6 separate regions of the Mus musculus genome follow, and all the other regions are linked to region 2. The links are chromatin contacts, called in public HiChIP or PLAC-seq and promoter capture Hi-C maps. All regions are on one chromosome and are shown on one strand. The core of a region is the stretch at or near the end of the contact, and the rest is flanking DNA. Distances in the headings are between cores, read along the strand shown.

Region 1 (2,700 bases), core at 133-2,632, 1.0 Mb before region 2:
ATTTGTCCAACGAATATGAGAGTGAATGTATGACTTCCTACTTGGTAAGTTTCATGACAAAGCAGAGTTTATGATGGGTTATCTTAGACTCCCTATGTAAATCAAGTATTTTAAATGAACAAGAACACCACTAATATCGACAATCTTCATGAACCTACATAATGCAAGCTCCTTATCTGGCTGTTGAGCTTTGGGGACCAACAGATTTGTAGTATATGGTGCTTTTAACTTAATTAATTTACATTCTCAACTGTTTGGTTGTGCTAATGGTCTCAGAGGAAGGGCTACAGTGAGATACTAGATCGAGAATAGAAATATCAACACAAGCACAGATTACAAATACATTGAGGAAAGCTGAACATTCATTGAGAACAAATTTGAGTTCTGGAAGAGGGCGGAGTTTGTGCTGATGGAAGGCTGAGAGGAGACTTTTCTTCCTTTCTTGAAACCCCATAGAAAAAGTACTTTTCTCACAGCATTGCATTTCTACAGTTCTTCCCTGAAAATCTGCTCAGGATTTGTAAACGCCTTACATTCGGTTAACCTAGTCAGACAGAGGCATCCATGGAAAGACTAACGGGGACTCTGCGAGATGGCTCAGCAGAGGCCCTGCCACCAAGGCTGGCCACTTGCGCTCCACCCCCAGCACTCGCAACTCGTCCTCTGACCTCCACACAATCCCACACCCCAGAATCAAATCTAAAGGTTTCTACCCCTTCACTCGCAACTGGGGACTGAGTCTCAGCCCAGGCAACCACTCCTCACGAAAGCACCCGTAACCCTTGAGATGAGGTCTTCATTTATTTTGGATAAAAGGTCTCCCCGGGAAGTCCCAGAAAACTCTGTATAAACCAGACTGGCCCCAAACTTGTGAAGATCCTGCTTCTGCTTGCCTAGTGCACGGCTCCGTTTTTTAACCTAAAGCAGCAGGGTGGACAGTCCCCAACATCAGCTTCCCAGATGAGTGGGAAAGTGGACTTAAAGGCGTGCTTCTTACTGGCCAGCTTTCAACGAGCCTACCGGGAGGCGCGGCCCTCTTCTCCTCCAGGAGTGGGGTCGTGGAGGCCGCTACAGACCGCGGACCCGGAGAGAGGACGGCGCGAACCCAGTCAATCCCACAGTAACGGCCCGAGACAGCGCAGCCGCCTCGTGGGGATGCTCGGGACGCTGCTCCGGTAACCGAAGCGTCTCGACGCCAACCGCCACCGAGTGCGGGCAGCAGCCGCCAGCCGCTTCTGCGCGTGCGTGGCCGTGGGAAGCCCCGCCCAGCCGGGTTCGGTGCGCGCTCCCGCTCATGGCGGCCGCCGCAGTGTGTGGTACTTAGCGGGCGCGCGCGGCGAGCTCGAGAGCGCGCGGGGCGGCGGCGGCGGCGGCAGGGAAGCCGGGCTGCCGGGCGGGCGCGCTCTCGAGGGCGGCGGCCCAGGGTGTCCCGTCGGTCTCGGTGCCGGGAGAGGTGGAGGCGCGGCCCGCGGTGGCGGCGGTGACGGTGGCGGTGGCGGTGGCGGCGGCGGCAGCTGGCGACCGGGCGCGTTAGACGGGGCCGGGGTCCGCGGCGCGCTCTCCGCCCACAGGTAAGCGGGCGGCCTGGAGGGAGGAGCTGGCCGCGGCCCGGGGAGGGCCGGCGGGTCCCCTCGCGGAGCCGCGGCGCCTTTGTCTCGGCCTCTCCGGGCGGGCCCAGCCGACAGCGGCGGCTCCGGGAGGCGGAGGGCGGGCGGGCGCGCCGAGACTACGGCCCGCGCCCTCGCTCAGTCTTTGTTGTGTGGCCCGGTGTACGGCCAACATGGCGGAGGTCAGCCGCGCGCTTCGCGGGCCGCGGTCGGGCCTTGCCTCGGCGGCTCCGGGAGGGCGGCCTCCCCCGGACCCGCGCCTTTATTGTGCGGGGAAGAACGCAGCCTCCTCCCTTGTTTATGTCGCCACGAGCGAGCGCGCGGACGCCCGCCTGGGCAGCTCCAGCCTTTAAGCCTAAGCCTTGCTCCGCCCAGCTTCCTTTGCGGGATAGTTCGGGGTCCCTCCAAGCTCCCAGATGCAACTTAGTGTGTACGCCCTGGGCCGCTGCGGACCGTCTGTTCCTGGAAAGATACAGAATTTGTTTGCCCTGGCATAAGAGTTACATTTGTGCATTCGGTAAATGAGGCCATGTAGCTGATTTGTCAAAGTCATGGAAGCCCTGAACGTGGATGTAGGACAGGGATCTTACTGCTCTTTCTAGCGTTGAGCATTTACCATTTCTTGCTAGGCTATTGTCCAGGGTGAAATGTTAACTTGTAAAAGCGCTTGGAGCATGGGCTCCGAACTCTGCCCTCCTGCTTTGATTCCAATCCTGCCCCACGGGTTTGTGACCTTGGGCACGATTTTGGTGCTTCATTTTGCTAATCTGCAAAATGGGTCTGATGGAGAGTATTTGTCTCAAGCCTATTGAGAACCGATGAGATGGGAAATAGTTGATGTGCAGAGAGCTCTTAGTAAGTGCTAAGCTATTACAGTAAATGATTACTGCTAAAGGTCCTTGCCTCATAAAATTCGCTTAAGTTATTTTGGCATGGATGCGTTGGAAGTACATAGCCCAAAATGTTTGAAATCGGGTTATATAAAACCGGGTTAGTATTTGGGTTTTACTGTTTTAAGAAATGAAAGGGTTTAGAGGACAGAATGCTATGCTTTGTGAGATGATGGAATTTGGGGATTTGAGCGATAAGGGAT
Region 2 (2,847 bases), core at 165-2,664:
AATGGAGAGATGAGTGCATCTCCACATTCAAAGTCCACATTCTCTTTAATCTTTAGTTTCTGATGACACTTGTCCCAAATTCCCTGCTCACACTTGCATCTTACCTGACACTTGACAATCATGACTACACCCCTCCTCTTCACTTGCCATCCAAACATTTTCCATCTTCTTTCTCCCCTTTTTCATGGAGCGTTCTCTGATGACATCATACAGGCTGTTTTTTGTTTTTTGGGTTTTTTTTCTTTTCCTCCATCAACAACTATGCATTGTTGATCCAGAAACTCAAAGGGCTTCCCAGTTTCTTTATCCACTCTTGCCCAGGACTTAAACTGAATTATTAACTGCTGTCCCCATTTATCATTATTTTATTTGTGGAAAAGGTTCTAAAATGCCTTATTCACTGGTTCCTGGGTGCAATTTTAATTTAACTGCAGGTGATCACCTTATAAGCCCCAAATCACACATCTTTCATAACCACTGAAGCACACAGCAAAGGGCTAAACAACTTTATGCTAATAGGTGTTAATTGGTTTTATTTATAAACTTGTTAATTGCTTATACTTCTGTGACTTTCTTAGAGCGATCCAAGAAAAGAAAGAATGTGACACCCTTGGAATATTTTGTTCAGTTGCTGGACGTTCTAATTAGCCATAATTTGCTAGATAAACATTTATATATCAGATCAATTACGGTAGGGACTTAATATTGGTAGGCCCCCCAATACCAGTCATTGTTATATGCACATAACTCAAACCAATAAATGACTGTAGCCCGCCTGCATTCAAGTCATTTCTATTTCAGTAGGATGAAGCAGCTCTGCCAGCAAGACAATTTCAATGCACAAGAGCTGGAGGAAGACGAGATCATGCACAAACTATCCAAGGCACATATAATTCCTTTCCGGTGGCGCTCAGCGGTCCGTCTGTACGGCTGTGGTTAGGGGTGGCCTTGGGGAGACCCAGTCTGCATTCAGTCGCGCCTGTCTCTGCAGCTAGAACAAAGTTTCACTTTTCTGGCTGGCGTGGAGCTTTCAGCCCACTGTGGCGAGGACTGGGAGTGAGGATTCCTCAAGCAGCGCTGTGCCTGGCAACTGTTGGAGAAGGTTCAGTAGGTGCAACAACCCTTACTGCTGGCCGGGGGAACTCACCCGGGCACCTCCAGGGCCCCCGCGGGGGTCTCCCTTCCACCGAGATCAGCAAGGCTGAGCAGACGTTTTCAAGCACCTGAGCTTGAGGTCCTCCGAGAGGGGATGGAAAAATCGGACCTGGGGAGCTCAAGGCTTCGAGAAGACACCGGCAGGGAGGGGTGGGCCGCGCGCGAGGCCCGGGAAGCGAGTGGCGGGCGGGGCACGCGGGAGGGCGGGGCTGCGCGTGCGCAGTGGCCCCGCGGCCGGCACGCGGCGCTGCGCTCGCTGCTTAAATGAGCCGGGGCTCCCGGCGCGCGCCACTTCAAGGGAGCCCGCCGCGGGAGCGTCCGCCGCTGGCTTTCCTCAGCCCGCCGAGAGGCGGCGGCCGTCGGGGACCCGGCACGGCGGGCCGAGGCGCTGCGCCCGCTGCTAGGAAGCGGCGGCGGCCGGCGATGGGGACGGAGCGAAGCTACCCCGCCGGGCCGTGACCACCGCGCCGCCGCCTCGGGCGCTCTCGGAGCGCCGACGCTGAGGAACATGGCCCTGGAGCAGCTCTGCGCGGTCCTCAAAGGTAAGCGCGGGTGCGGGCAGCGCCCCCTTGCGGGCCAGGCCGCGCTCCGCTCCGCTCCGCCGCCGCCTTCGCGCCCTTTGTCTGGGCCAGGCCGCCCGCCGCCGCTGCGAGCTCGCTCCGGGGGACGCCGGCGACTCCGCGCCTTGCAAAGTGTGCGAAGCGAAGGCCGGTGGCCCCAGGTTGCCACCGCAGAAAGTGGTAGCACACAAACCACGAAAGCCCCAACTCCGACGCGCCGCAGCGGTTTCGGAGAAGCCCCCAATGTCCGCGCCTCCCGCGGGTCCCACCTGCTGCGGCCGGGAGGCTGCGGCACCACTGCGGGCTCGGGGCTGCGCGGCGGCCCTGCATGCCCCCCGCGCCCCGCGCCCCGCGCTGCCTTCCCGGGATCGCCGAGTCCCGCTGCCTCATGAGTCCTGTGCGGAGGATGCACGGGTCGGCAGCGGCCGGCGAGCTGACAGCATCGAGCTCCTAAAGCCACTGAGAGGCTGCCTCTCCGCGGAGGTGCTGTTTCAGATAAATATTTCTAGATGGTTTACATTGAGAGGCAAAGTTTATTCCAGAACTCGTCCTGGATTGATCCTTTCATAAATCTCAAGAAAAAGCACCGCCTTTCAGCAAATGACTTCCTTTTCCCCAAATGATTTAATTGCAAATGAATAATATCTGAATGGGTTTTTTTTTTTAAATCCTCTTATATTAAGAGAGAAAGTATGACAGTGTTAAAATACTGGCGCTTACATTTTTAGCACTGAATCCTGATATTTGCACAATTACACATTTTGGTGTTTTCCTGGTACGTGTTAACACCTTATTTTCAAATTTGTTTTGTTAGAAAGTTCAGTGGAACTTTTTGTTGTTCTTGAACTAACAACGTTTTAGACAAACTTCATAATTGGACAAATATTCATAAATTACTAATTGACGTTACAGCCATTTAATTTAAATATTTACCTACCTAACTATATGCATATCAATACTTTTATGTTCAGACTGTGCCAAGATAACCACTAACCTTCTAGCCAGTGAATATTTATTTCAGTTAATCCATAAATTCTTAATAATTTTATTATATAAAAACAAATAAAAAATTCTGTAGCTGCTTTAACTCCTGATTATGTAGTTATTTCCTTGGAAATTAACATTTTGTTTC
Region 3 (2,700 bases), core at 108-2,607, 1.2 Mb before region 2:
TCACAATTTGTTTTTAAGGATTCAAGAAAACTTATGTCAGGCTGGAGAGATAGTTTGGTGGTTTATAAAGCATTGACTGCTCTTCCAGAGGTCCTGAGTTCAACTCCCAGCAACCACACGGTGGCTCACAACCATCTGTAGTGGGATTCAATGCCCTCTTCTGGTGTGTCCAAAGACAGCTACAGTGTACTCATATACATAAAGTGAATAAATAATTAAAAAGAAGAAGAAAGCTTACATCTGGGAAGCATTGGAATCAAGTGATGCCTTTGACTTAACAGAAACACAGGCCAGAAGAAGGGTTTGGTTTATTTGCCCTAGTCCCACAGTATGATCCCTATTATTTTTGCCCCTCACATAACACACATAACTCTACTGAAATTGCCTTTCCCCTTTCCTGTATGCCAGAGGTACAGTAAAGAAACTGCTCACTTGGCCACGCCATTAGAAGAAGGTATTTGGTTTTTTGTTTGATTGACTCTGGTCTCAACTATCTAAGTGCTACCACAATTTTAGGCTTATGACACCATGCCCAACTTTTTAAAAAATAGATTTATTTTAGAGTTATGCATATACTTGTGTGGAATGTATGGGCATAAGTGTGTGATGGTAAGCACCTCTCTCTCTAAGCAGAGGCCAGAGGGGCCTTTGGGTGATCTCCTCTACAATGTCATCTACTCCTTTAAGATTGAGTTTCTCCCTGGATCTGTGGCTCCCCTTTTGCCTTTTGTTAGCTAAGCTGCAAGCCAGCAAGCCCTCAGGTCTCAGCTGGAGCTGGGGTTGAAGATCTGTTCTCTTTCCTGGAGTGATGATAGCCAAATCAAACTCCCAGTCCTTATGATACCCAATAAGCACTCCACCGAAACAGCTCTTGTTTGGTTTTTGAGACAAGGTTTCACTTTATAGCTCAAACTGGTTTGGAATTATGTAGCTCAGGCTTGCCTTCAGCAAATGACTATCTGCCTACCTCATTCTCCCACCCCAGTGGGATGACAGTAATTGACACTAGACCAGCAATTTGGCCTTTTAATTCTTTACTGGTTGTCCCATTTTCTTTTCCTGTTACGATTTTTCTTTTTTTTCTGAAGTAAGTAAAAAGGGGAAAGGAAGGAAGTAAAAAGAAGGAAAAGAATCACCATTTGCCTATCAATGTAAAATCCTTCTACTAGATGCCCAAAGGCATCAGGCCCTTATCAAATATGGCCGCCCAGGCCTCGCCTGCCGACGCTTGCCCACGGTCAACATGGTGACAGCGTGTGGCGTCGACTTCCGTTGCCCTCAGCCTACCAACGCACCCTTCGCGACGGGGCGGCGAGTTTCCACAACGGCGGCGGGCTGAGCGCATGCGTGGCGGCTGTGGCGGCGGCGGCGGCGGCCGTGGCGGGGCAGCGGGGCAGCGGGGCAGCGGGGTGGCGGGGAGTCTCTGCCCGCAGTTGCTAAGCTGCGGCGGCCGTGTCGTGATGGTGTAGCGGGGCCTGCGGGCGGGCGAGGAGGCCGGCACGGCCCACGCCTCCTGAGCGGCTCGGTGCAGCGGCGGCACGCTGAGGGGGCGTCGCCGCCGCTGGCCCCCGGCGCCCCGGGAGGCCGCGCCCGCCATGGCGGCCCGGGTGGTGCTGGATGAGTTCACGGCGCCCGCGGAGAAGGCGGCGCTGCTGGAGCGGAGCCGCGGGCGCATCGAGGCTCTGTTCGGGGTGGGCTTGGCCGTGCTCGGCGCCCTCGGGGCGGAGGAGCCGCTGCCCGCGCGTATCTGGCTGCAACTCCGCGGCGCGCAGGAGGCGGTGCACAGCGCCAAGGTGAGTCCGGCCTGGCTCGCACGGGCCGCGCGCGGGGCGCTCGGAGCGGGTCCGTCCTGGGAGCCTCGGGGTCCCTGTTTGTAAAGGGCGCTGCGAAAGCATCTCCCTGACTGGTCCCTCGCGAAGTGCGCAGAACGCAGAGCCATCAGGCCCCGGAGCACGCGCGCTGAGCGGGCTCGCGCTCCCTCCGTCCGCTGGTCCCTTGGATGTGCGCAAGGCTCGATGCTCCTGGTTGGTCTTCACCCTCCAGGCCGCCACTCCAGGGCTTCTAAACCCTTTGGGAATCTTAGGCCTGAACCTCTAGGAAATCAGGAAGGGAACGCATGTAATGACCAGACGCTTCAGAGGTAGAATATTTGGTAGCTGCGTTAAAAATATTATTCCTGTAGTGTTGGTGTTCTACGATTAAATGATGGTTGTTACACTTCTGACATTCCGCCGAGTACCACAAAAGGAATACGCAGGCTTTAAAAATCCGGCGAATACGTTTTGATAGGGCTTGTTCCTTCTATTAAATGAACAACTGGAGAAACTGAAACTAAGCGGTGACTCACCTTGTGTATAATCAGTATTTCAGATTCAGCACCGCCATCAGCCCCTCCCCCTTGTCAGAAAACAGCAAAATTTGACCGCGGAGGCGCTTATGCCTCTAAAATCTCATTGAGTCAGTGAAATAGCCAGGTTAGTCGACAGGTTGCCAGGAGAACGGGCAATTTAATTGCTTCTATGCAAGAGAGTCCTCCAAGCCGTGGGTGGGAGAAGGCTGAAGGTGTATTGTATAGCATCTTAAGCTCCCGGGGAGGAGTAGGAAGTTGAGGAATAAGGTATTGTTTCCTCTTTGGTGTTTCGAGGGTCAGATCTGGGAACTTAGGAGAATGCCCCTCTCTGCCCCTCTTGGTTTGAAGTC
Region 4 (2,700 bases), core at 79-2,578, 1.0 Mb before region 2:
CCAAGGTGCAGACGACTTGGGCCTCCTGTGCATCACGCAGCAGGTCCTCCTCTTCAGTGACCCAGGACTGAGGCCTGCATGCAGGTAGACCCTGAGCCACAAGAACGATGCCTACAGGCTCAGTACCTTCAACACTTACTCTAGCCTAATTGGCTAGACTGTATGCTGCTTTTAAGATGATACACACACACACACACACTCACACCACATATATATGTGATATGTGTATGTATGTTTAGTCATTTTTTTAACCAATTCTAAACTAAAATCTAAAATGTTCCCCTTTTTTCAGCCTTAGCAAGTATTTTTTAAAAATTCTATTATTTTTTTTCATGGTCCTTGCATGGTTGAATGAAAATATTGGAGTACAATAATTTTAGTGGTTTTCAATAGGAATTGAACTAAGTCTTACATGAAAGACTAATAACAAGCAAGTCCTCTGCTACCGAGCCATATTTCTAGATCTTTTTTACTTTGAGGCAAGGTCTCACCAGGTTGCCCACGCTGCTTCAATCTTCCTGAGTTGCTCGGATTTTGCAAGTGCCTGGCCCCTTTAGTGAGTCTATAACCTACTCTCATCCGTGTAAGGACTTTAGCAGGGAAAAGAATATTTGTTGCTGCTGCTGCTGCTGCTGCTGCACATCCTCCTCTTCCTTTTCTTGTTATGGCTCTGTCGTCAACATTTTGTCCTGTCAGACAAGTCCTGGCACAGTCACAGAGCCCTAAGTCCGGGTGCTCCCACAGCATTTGCATGCAGGTCAGGATACCCACTGGAGCCCAGGAACCTGCAGATCCAGGCAGGACTTTTGAACTTGTTTTGCTATAAATCTTGCCAATTATGGTACTCTTAAGATTCCTACAAGGTGCTAGGATGTCTCAAAGGAACTTGAAAAAGCATGGAATGAGCTTGAAAGCCAACGGTACACGCAGCACACCTCACTGCTAAGAAGAGAGAAGAGACTGCAGGCATTCTGATGAACGGCTGATTTTTCTATAACCACACTGATATTTCTTTTCCCTTAAATATTTTTAGATCATAGGGAAACTTGGGAGATGGTCAGGCGTTCTTTACTTGACCAAAAGTTTAAAATATAAGTTAGTTACAGGTATTAAAATTTTAATATTTAAAATTTTTAGCCAAAGTTTTTACAGAAAGCTACTATTCATGTAAATTTAAAATTACTAATTTAAATAAATATTACAAGTACATGATCTGTTTTCTATACTTACTGGAAGAACAAGCCCTCTCAGCGTAATTTCCCCAGTCATGGCTACATCTGAGCGCACAAGCCGCCCACTGAAAAGTGAGGCGAGACAAGTTACTATGGTAACACCAGCAGATGGTCCATCTTTTGTGACAGCTCCAGCTGGGAAGTGCAGATGGATGTCTGTGTTGTCAAGAAGATCAAAACTTCCAAAAGCTTTAAAAAGGGGGAAAAAGAAAGGATTTAATGTAGAAAAATTAAGCCCAGTTTTTTTTTTCTCTGAATAAAATCAAACACAAAAATGAATGCTTTGTATAAATGAATGCTTAAAGATATTAATGGATAGTGTACTTTGAGTGAGGTCTGGACGGTAAGACTCCTTCTCTCTTAAGTGTGATTTAAAGGTTTGTTTCTGTATCTAGTTCAGGGACTCAGCCAGATAGTCTAACGCGATCACTTGAGTCTCTATGGATTCAGAAGCCAAACCCGGGACTTTAGTGAATGGTGTCATCCTTGTCTCAGAGTTAGTTAGATACTCCCTGGATTACGGTCCAGGGCCCTCCTTCCCAGCTGTGTCCCACTGCAGTTAGGCCATGTACCATTAGTCAGGTGGTATTTCTTTGCATTGCTTCGAAGCCAGCTAATGGCGAGATGGGCAGACTCCTTCATGACGTCCCCAAGCTGGCCGGTCAGTGTTAGTTGGCCTTCACCGTCCATTCTACTTGCTTCCACAAACATGATTTTGCCACCCAAGGGAGTCCATGCTAACCCTATTGCCACTCCAGGTTGACTCAAACGCTCAGATACCTTGAAAGATGAAAATATTAGTTATGACAACATGCAGAAATTATTTCCAGAGCACTTTAATCACACTGTCTTGTAAGACTGCAAACTTAAGCACTAACTTCTGACAGCTTATTACCTGACATTATTTTGAGTCACATGTCTCACTATCTGGATGTTCTTATTTAGCATTCACCAGATGTATATAGCTCTACACATGGGTGAGGAACTGACTTCCAAGAGTAGTTGGGTCTAGGTACATATGCCTTGATTTTCAGGGTATCTTCAATGGACTGTGTATCTCTACATATCCAAAGCCTGGCTGGCTTTTTAGTATGTGAGCTTCAGGGAGCAACAATCTTCTCACTAACACTTATCTGACAAGTTATAGCTCTCACAGGCTTTCTGTCGCCACTCCTTGGTGATATCCTAGACTCAGGGCAGTGCTACCTGGATGCCAGTTTAAGAGGAACAAGCTGCTTAGCTGGGGCTATGTGTCTAGTTGATAAACTACTGGTTAATACACCCTAGGTATGAAGATACAGATTAGCATCTGGAAGACAGCAATGCTAACTTTGACTGCACCCCCATATCTCCAGAGAATAAGCACAGTGTGCCACCAAGGACAATCCAATGTGCAACTTCTCTGCTGTCAGGTGCCTGGCTTCACTATGGAATAGCAAAGACTGGCCGCTTCCTGGGAGCGAGCTGG
Region 5 (2,761 bases), core at 137-2,636, 1.1 Mb before region 2:
CACAGGCTGTTCTTCCCTCGACTCTGTGGTTATTCTGAGCCACCTCGAGCTCCTCAAAGCAATGGTATGTTCTCTAGAGAAATGCCACCATGCCCAGTGACAGCAAAACTAGTGTCTGACTGCAAACCTAGTGTCTTAGGGGAAAGAAACCTGTTCCCCTAACACTCAAGTTAGTTTTTTTTTTCCTGACTCACCTTTTGCTCGTGTTGAGATTAAACACGGCTCTCACCTTAAATAGAACAAAAGGTCATTTATTCTGAGCTGAAAATGAATAACTATGGCCAGGGGACCTAGATTCAGGTTGCCTCAAAAAGCAAGTTAATGTGGCTATGGTTATGTGAGTTTTTACCAGTCACTAAAAGGAAAGTGGTAAATCAGTGCCTTAATGACAACCAAATACACTGCTGAGTGCCACAGGCAGACATGACATAGCAGAGTAGCTCAGCTGTGGCCTCAGATGCTATCTGATGACATTCTTACCTTTGGAGTTGGTGGAAGCTAGTGACCTATAGGTTAGTGCAGTTCAAAGGTTTTGAAAACTGATAGTAGAAAGGATATTAGATCAAACATGGAGGTCAGCAAGGAATCGCTAGGAGCAAGGTAAGAGATAACTTGGTTCCAGATCTACAACATTCCACCCTTCCAGCCAGGAAAGCTCTAATCAGTCAGTCAACCTACAGAATCTTCAACACAGATGTGGGGTTTTTTGTTTTGCTTTTCTGGACATATTATTCGTCAAGCACACCATGTAGGGCAACTCTGGGTACTCAGTTCTTTCTCAGGGTTGCCTATGATTGCTTCGGGGGTGGGGGTGGGGTTATCAGATGATTGTTATCAAGGACACAGTGGCCCAGCTGTCCTCAAAGCTTGTTGCTGAGAATCCTCCTCCATGTATTATAGACAGACCTCTCATAGGAAGGAACGTGGGAGTGCCCAGCAGTACCCCTCTGCTCCCCATCCTACGAAGCTTCTGGATTGTCTCTAACTTGAGGCTTAAATGGGGTGCAGGGGTCAAAGATATCTTCTCTCATAGTCCTCTAATTCAGGGCCTCTGTGTCCCCCGCCCCCCGTGTTAAGCAATAGAGCAACCCTTAATGCTTGCACAAGAGCATAGGCCTTGAAGTGCAAAAGCCAAGAAAAGAACTCTCATACACACACACACACACACACACACACACACACACACACACACACACTTTCATTGCTTCCCCAGAGGCATCGGGAATTCTGGGCTCAGCTGCCTGAATGAGGTCAAAAGCACCTCAGTTGGGTCTGGATATTTTCCTGATGATGAAACGAAGCCAAAAAAACAAACTCAACTCCCTCTAACAAAAACAAACATACAACTCAAACCACAGACTGTGGCAGCCCTGGCCCCGCAGCCCACGCGACTGCGCACTGGCATCTCTCCACATGGCCTGGCTGCCCCACGACTGGGAAGGGGTCCAGTAGGACAGGAGTGGGCTTTCGGGTCAGTCTCTATCGCTCTCATTCTCTTCCTCTCAAACACTTTATGTTCCAAGAGTTGTGTTTCCTGGCTTCCGTGCTGAGGAATGATGGGAGATGACCATCAGGAAAAGCGATCTTACTTGTAATTAGAGCCAGAAATGAGCTAGTTCTTCAGGTTCACTTTTAACAGTAAAACAAAGCAAAACAAACAAACCCACTTTCTGCAGTCATTGACAGCCATTGCATCTAATAGTCAGCCACCACCCACAAACCCTCCAACACCAGAAACAGGAGCTGCGTTCTGAGCTGTACGCCTGTGGAGGAGGGGCCGGGCTCTGCTTTTTATGCCTCTTAAATGACCCTGGGAAGGAGATTTCTGTTTGCCATGCCTCAGCTTTCCCATCTGCAAAGCTGGGAGAAGAAGGTTGGCTTGGATGGACCACAGCAGTAATAGAGAGAAAGAACCAGGTCCTGCGCGCAGTCATCCCCATAAATGTTGCCTTGGATAATTAGGTAGCCGAATGAATTTCAGGTATGAAGCCAGACGGGTGCTTAGTGTGTTTGAGGCTAGCCTGGGCTATAGAGTCCAAAAATGAAAAAAATGACTTGTTAGGTGGCTGAATTATTATTTCTCAGCTGCCCTTTTGAATTTCTGAGGAATCAGGCACTAAGGAAATCAATATTTTATTGCTAAAACAACAGCTAAGAATGGTGACGCACATTTAATCATAGCCCTTGGGAAGCAGAGGGAAGCAGATATTTTTGTCAGTTTAAAGCCAGCATGGGCTACACTGTGAGACCCTGTCTCAAAAACAACTCAAAAACAAACATAAGAAAACAAAACAAAACAAAAAACGAACAAACAAATCAATAAATAACAAGGCTGGATAGATGGCTCAGTAGTTAAGAGCACTTATTGCTCTTGCAAAGACCCAGGTTTGGTTTCTGGCCCTCACGGACTCTCACAACTGTCTGTAATTGCAATTCCAGGGTATCTGACACCCCACCCCACCCCGCGCCCCAGCTTCCACAGGCACCAAGCACGTACATGGCATGGATTCATATATGTCGGGTAATACTCATACACATAAAATAAAAATAAAATTTTAAAACAAAAAACCTACAGAAACCAAACAAGGATGGTTGGGGAGAAAAGGAGGTCTGGGGACTAGAAGGGAGCTCTGGGGATTTTAGGCTGTAGGAAGGAAGCAAGATGACATCACTTAGCCTATAAATAACAGCACTGCCTTCAAGTTCTCCCATCCTGCCAAACAATAAGCCTCTTCCCCTCTGCCTCTGCCTCCAGTGAAGG
Region 6 (2,700 bases), core at 188-2,687, 1.1 Mb before region 2:
TCTTCCTCTCATAGACATGCCCTTCTTCCCTACAGCCTGCCTCCTCAAAGGCCCAGCCCTGAGTTCTCTTTGTGTTCAGAGCAGAAGCAGCTCTATGCTATTCTGTGGCCCCATGGCAATTTGGTGTCTTGCTTCTGGCTCTTACCACTCTGGCCGGTGTAGCTGCAGCCAACTGTGTACTGTGTTGCCTCCCTCTAGACTGTGAGCTCCTCGTGGGCAGGGACCATATGGTCACTCTGTATCTCTTGTGGCACCTAAAAGTGCCTTGCACTTGGTAGGTGCTCAATAAATGTCTGTTCAAGTGAGAGCTGGAGGGTGGTGCTTTCTTGACTGCGGCTTTGGCAAGAGGTCCCTGGAGGATCTATGGTGATCGTGTTCAGAGACGGGACCCACCTTTGTTCAATTTGGGGGTGGGTCCAATTGCCTGGCTCGATCTGTCCCCCTTTGGAGGTGGGGGTGGGAGGAATTCAGCACATACCATCCTGGACAGAGTTGCCTAGCCCTGGAATCCTGACCAGATGGAACCATCCCGAGCAGTCAGTTGGCCCAAGCCTCTCCTGACAGCCTTCCTTGGGATTTTCCCCATTGCTAGTTGGAGCCGAGGGGTGATCCATAGCAGCCTTTGGCACCGTTTTCTACCATGGGGAAGATGCATGGTCAAGAGACTCCTGGCCCTGAGGTTCTGAGCTCCCCTTGTCAAGGAAGCGCTTTCTCACATGTCACCAGGCCCAGGATTCTCTGTTGCTGAAGCAGTTTCATGTTGGAATTAATCCCTTGAGATCACGTGTGTGCTCCTAGTGAAGCGCCTCACTGTCCTTAGCAAAGCATGGCAGGCTCAGCTGATGTAAGACATCCAGCGTAATGTCCAGGGAGGGCCCGAAGATGTGTGCGAGCAGCACAACAGGAGTGCGCCAACATGCAGCTCTGTGTGTCCTGCTTGAGTGAGCCCCGCCCCCACCAACTTCCCTAGTGCCCCTCCCCTCCTCTATCTTAGGAGGCTTCCTCCACTGCCCTATGTGCTGTGGGAGGAGGCCTGGAGCACATTATGTCATTGGGTTGGGGGTTGGGTTGGGTTGGGTTGGGTGGGGTGGGGTTGGGTTGAGTTCCCAAACACACGATCCTCCCACCTCTGTGTCAGCCTCCTAAGTACAGGGATTACAGGTGAGTGCCGCCATGCCCAGCAGGTTTTGGTTGGTTGGTTGGTTGGTTGGTTTTTAGACCCTCTCGGTCTATAGTCCAGGCTAGCCTTGAACTTATGGTAGTCCTCCTGCCTCAGCCTCCCAAGTGCTGGGGTTACAGGTGAGGGCTACCATGCTTCGCCGGTCTTCTAAAAACAGTTCAGGTTTCTATTCTCTAGACACCTGGTGCTGCCAAGGCCGGGGGTGACTTCTTGGGAAAGCTAAGCCAGAGTCCTACAGCCAGTGCCAGAGACGTGGCCCAGGGGCTGGAATTGACACTCCTGCTTCCTGTTTGGTGGGTTTTGCTGCAAATCACAGAACTCTACACCGTAGCCAGCAGCTTCTAGGATTTTGCTTGCCATCTCTCTCCAGGTTTACAGCTAGCCCTGCTTATCCACACAGTCTGGATTCAGACCCAGCAAAGGGAATCAGGCCTGCACTGGTCGGCCACCTGTCTGACTCCTGGATCAGTCTCAAGTTGCAGTAACTAAACAGGCTGCACGAAGAAGGGTCCTCCTGAGTGGCCTACAGGGCTATAGCAGCAGGTCACTTTACCTGTTCTCTGAGTCCCTTCTACCCAAAACAAACCACAGAGACAGTGCTGGAGGGAAGGAACGAGGCAGTTAGAATGGCCCTGTTGTGAATATGTGGACCCTGGTCTGACACACCTAGTGCTGTGTGACCTTGAGAAAGTTCCTCAGCCTCTCAAGTCTCTGGAAGGAAGGCTTGATGACATGGATACTGCCCCCACAGATCCCAGCATGCCCTCAGAGCTGAACATTGCCCTACTGGAGTGTTGCTGCAAGCTATCGCAGCTGTGCATACCTGAAATCCTGGCACTTGGGCAGCTGGGACAAGGGAGCTGCCGCAAGTTTGAGGCCAGACTGGAATATAAAGTGAGATTCTGTCAGAAGAGGTGGGAAGGAGACAGCACTGCAGTCAGGACTGGGTGTCAAGCTTGAAGCTGGCTCTCAGCACCTGCTGTGGCTGGCTGCCATTGACTCATCCTGATCCCTGTCCCCACCACTGTGTCCTCACATTCTGGAAGAAATGACTAGTCACATCTAGGGCAATTTCTGAAGAAAGAAACAAGGGAAGGGTACAGTTGGGTCTGTTCACTAAACTCATTCATTACCTTACCTAGCCATCGACCACAGTGTGTATTGATCCTGCTGGCTCTGGATGTCCACAACCACCAGCAATCTGATAAGCAGGGCGGTTTGAATAGGTTTGGCCTTCGTAGACTCATGTATTTGAATGCTTGGTCCATAGGGAGTGGCACTATTAGGAGGTGTGATTTTCTGCGGAAAGTATGTCACCGTAGGTGTGGGCTTTGAGGTCTGTGCTCAGGCTCCACCCCATGTAGAATCTAGTCTCCTGGCTGCCTTCAAACCAAGATGTAGAACTCTCAGCTCCTCCTCCAGCACCATGTCTGCCTGCATGCCACCATGCTTCCTGCAATGATGATAGTGAACCAAACCTCTGAAACTGTAAGCCAGCCCCAATTCAATGTTGTCCTTTA

Evidence for each region. Promoter capture Hi-C pulls out the DNA fragments that hold promoters and counts their contacts. HiChIP or PLAC-seq counts read pairs in DNA pulled down with a chosen protein or histone mark.
Region 1: a contact with region 2 is called in a promoter capture Hi-C map of embryonic stem cells, with 4 times the contacts expected there. The contact joins the promoter of Siah1a here to the promoter of Neto2 in region 2. A contact is called at or near these places in 16 of 39 promoter capture datasets (the 3T3-L1 cell line, 3T3-L1-derived adipocytes, the C10 cell line and 11 more), 3 of 484 Hi-C or Micro-C datasets (embryonic stem cells and regulatory T cells), 8 of 115 datasets of contacts at active chromatin or transcription factors (astrocytes, embryonic forebrain, embryonic stem cells and 4 more) and 3 of 9 other capture datasets (adipose tissue, liver and macrophages).
Region 3: a contact with region 2 is called in a promoter capture Hi-C map of pre-B cells. The contact joins the promoter of N4bp1 here to the promoter of Neto2 in region 2. A contact is called at or near these places in 14 of 39 promoter capture datasets (the 3T3-L1 cell line, the C10 cell line, the HPC-7 cell line and 10 more), 5 of 484 Hi-C or Micro-C datasets (CD8 T cells, double positive thymocytes, embryonic stem cells and 2 more), 13 of 115 datasets of contacts at active chromatin or transcription factors (acute myeloid leukemia, embryonic forebrain, embryonic stem cells and 4 more) and 4 of 9 other capture datasets (adipose tissue, embryonic stem cells, liver and 1 more).
Region 4: an H3K27ac HiChIP or PLAC-seq map of oligodendrocyte precursor cells shows a contact between it and region 2, with 12 times the contacts expected there. The contact joins the enhancer-like site here to the promoter of Neto2 in region 2. A contact is called at or near these places in 17 of 39 promoter capture datasets (the 3T3-L1 cell line, 3T3-L1-derived adipocytes, the C10 cell line and 9 more), 5 of 115 datasets of contacts at active chromatin or transcription factors (embryonic forebrain, embryonic limb bud, oligodendrocyte precursor cells and 1 more) and 2 of 9 other capture datasets (embryonic stem cells and liver).
Region 5: a contact with region 2 is called in a promoter capture Hi-C map of liver, with 4 times the contacts expected there. The contact joins the enhancer-like site here to the promoter of Neto2 in region 2. A contact is called at or near these places in 7 of 39 promoter capture datasets (the 3T3-L1 cell line, the HPC-7 cell line, embryonic stem cells and 4 more) and 2 of 115 datasets of contacts at active chromatin or transcription factors (astrocytes and embryonic limb bud).
Region 6: a promoter capture Hi-C map of embryonic stem cells shows a contact between it and region 2, with 5 times the contacts expected there. The contact joins the enhancer-like site here to the promoter of Neto2 in region 2. A contact is called at or near these places in 7 of 39 promoter capture datasets (embryonic stem cells, hippocampal neurons, liver and 2 more), 5 of 115 datasets of contacts at active chromatin or transcription factors (astrocytes, embryonic forebrain, embryonic limb bud and 1 more) and 1 of 9 other capture datasets (embryonic stem cells).

Annotation. Positions count from the first base shown.
Region 1 is chr8:86,744,688-86,747,387 of GRCm38.p6, reverse strand. Siah1a (siah E3 ubiquitin protein ligase 1A) reads left to right here and starts at 1,382. Exons shown (of 2, transcript NM_009172.2): 1 at 1,382-1,571. It overlaps Gm10638 (predicted gene 10638), which reads right to left and starts at 1,689. Exons shown (of 1, transcript NR_027829.1): 1 at 328-1,689.
Region 2 is chr8:85,699,491-85,702,337 of GRCm38.p6, reverse strand. It overlaps Neto2 (neuropilin (NRP) and tolloid (TLL)-like 2), which reads left to right and starts at 1,414. Exons shown (of 9, transcript NM_001357288.1): 1 at 1,414-1,697. The coding sequence starts at 1,664. Mir8109 (microRNA 8109) reads right to left here and starts at 1,433; the gene lies at 1,317-1,433.
Region 3 is chr8:86,883,915-86,886,614 of GRCm38.p6, reverse strand. N4bp1 (NEDD4 binding protein 1) reads left to right here and starts at 1,357. Exons shown (of 7, transcript NM_030563.2): 1 at 1,357-1,793. The coding sequence starts at 1,596.
Region 4 is chr8:86,712,624-86,715,323 of GRCm38.p6, reverse strand. It overlaps Lonp2 (lon peptidase 2, peroxisomal), which reads right to left. Exons shown (of 15, transcript NM_025827.3): 13 at 1,805-2,012; 14 at 1,231-1,421. Among named protein-coding and RNA genes, the nearest start is that of Gm10638, 32 kb to the left of the region's middle. Within about 2 kb of position 1,328, at least 41 of the 459 cell types and tissues checked have an H3K27ac peak or open chromatin away from gene starts, as enhancers often do. A contact at or near this core is called in oligodendrocyte precursor cells and stem cell-derived neural progenitor cells, where this site is marked.
Region 5 is chr8:86,786,691-86,789,451 of GRCm38.p6, reverse strand. No RefSeq gene overlaps it. Among named protein-coding and RNA genes, the nearest start is that of Gm39215, 38 kb to the left of the region's middle. Within about 2 kb of position 1,386, at least 61 of the 459 cell types and tissues checked have an H3K27ac peak or open chromatin away from gene starts, as enhancers often do. A contact at or near this core is called in liver, where this site is marked.
Region 6 is chr8:86,838,743-86,841,442 of GRCm38.p6, reverse strand. It overlaps N4bp1 (NEDD4 binding protein 1), which reads left to right. Exons shown (of 7, transcript NM_030563.2): 7 at 1-304. Among named protein-coding and RNA genes, the nearest start is that of Gm33877, 12 kb to the left of the region's middle. Within about 2 kb of position 1,437, at least 20 of the 459 cell types and tissues checked have an H3K27ac peak or open chromatin away from gene starts, as enhancers often do. A contact at or near this core is called in embryonic stem cells, where this site is marked.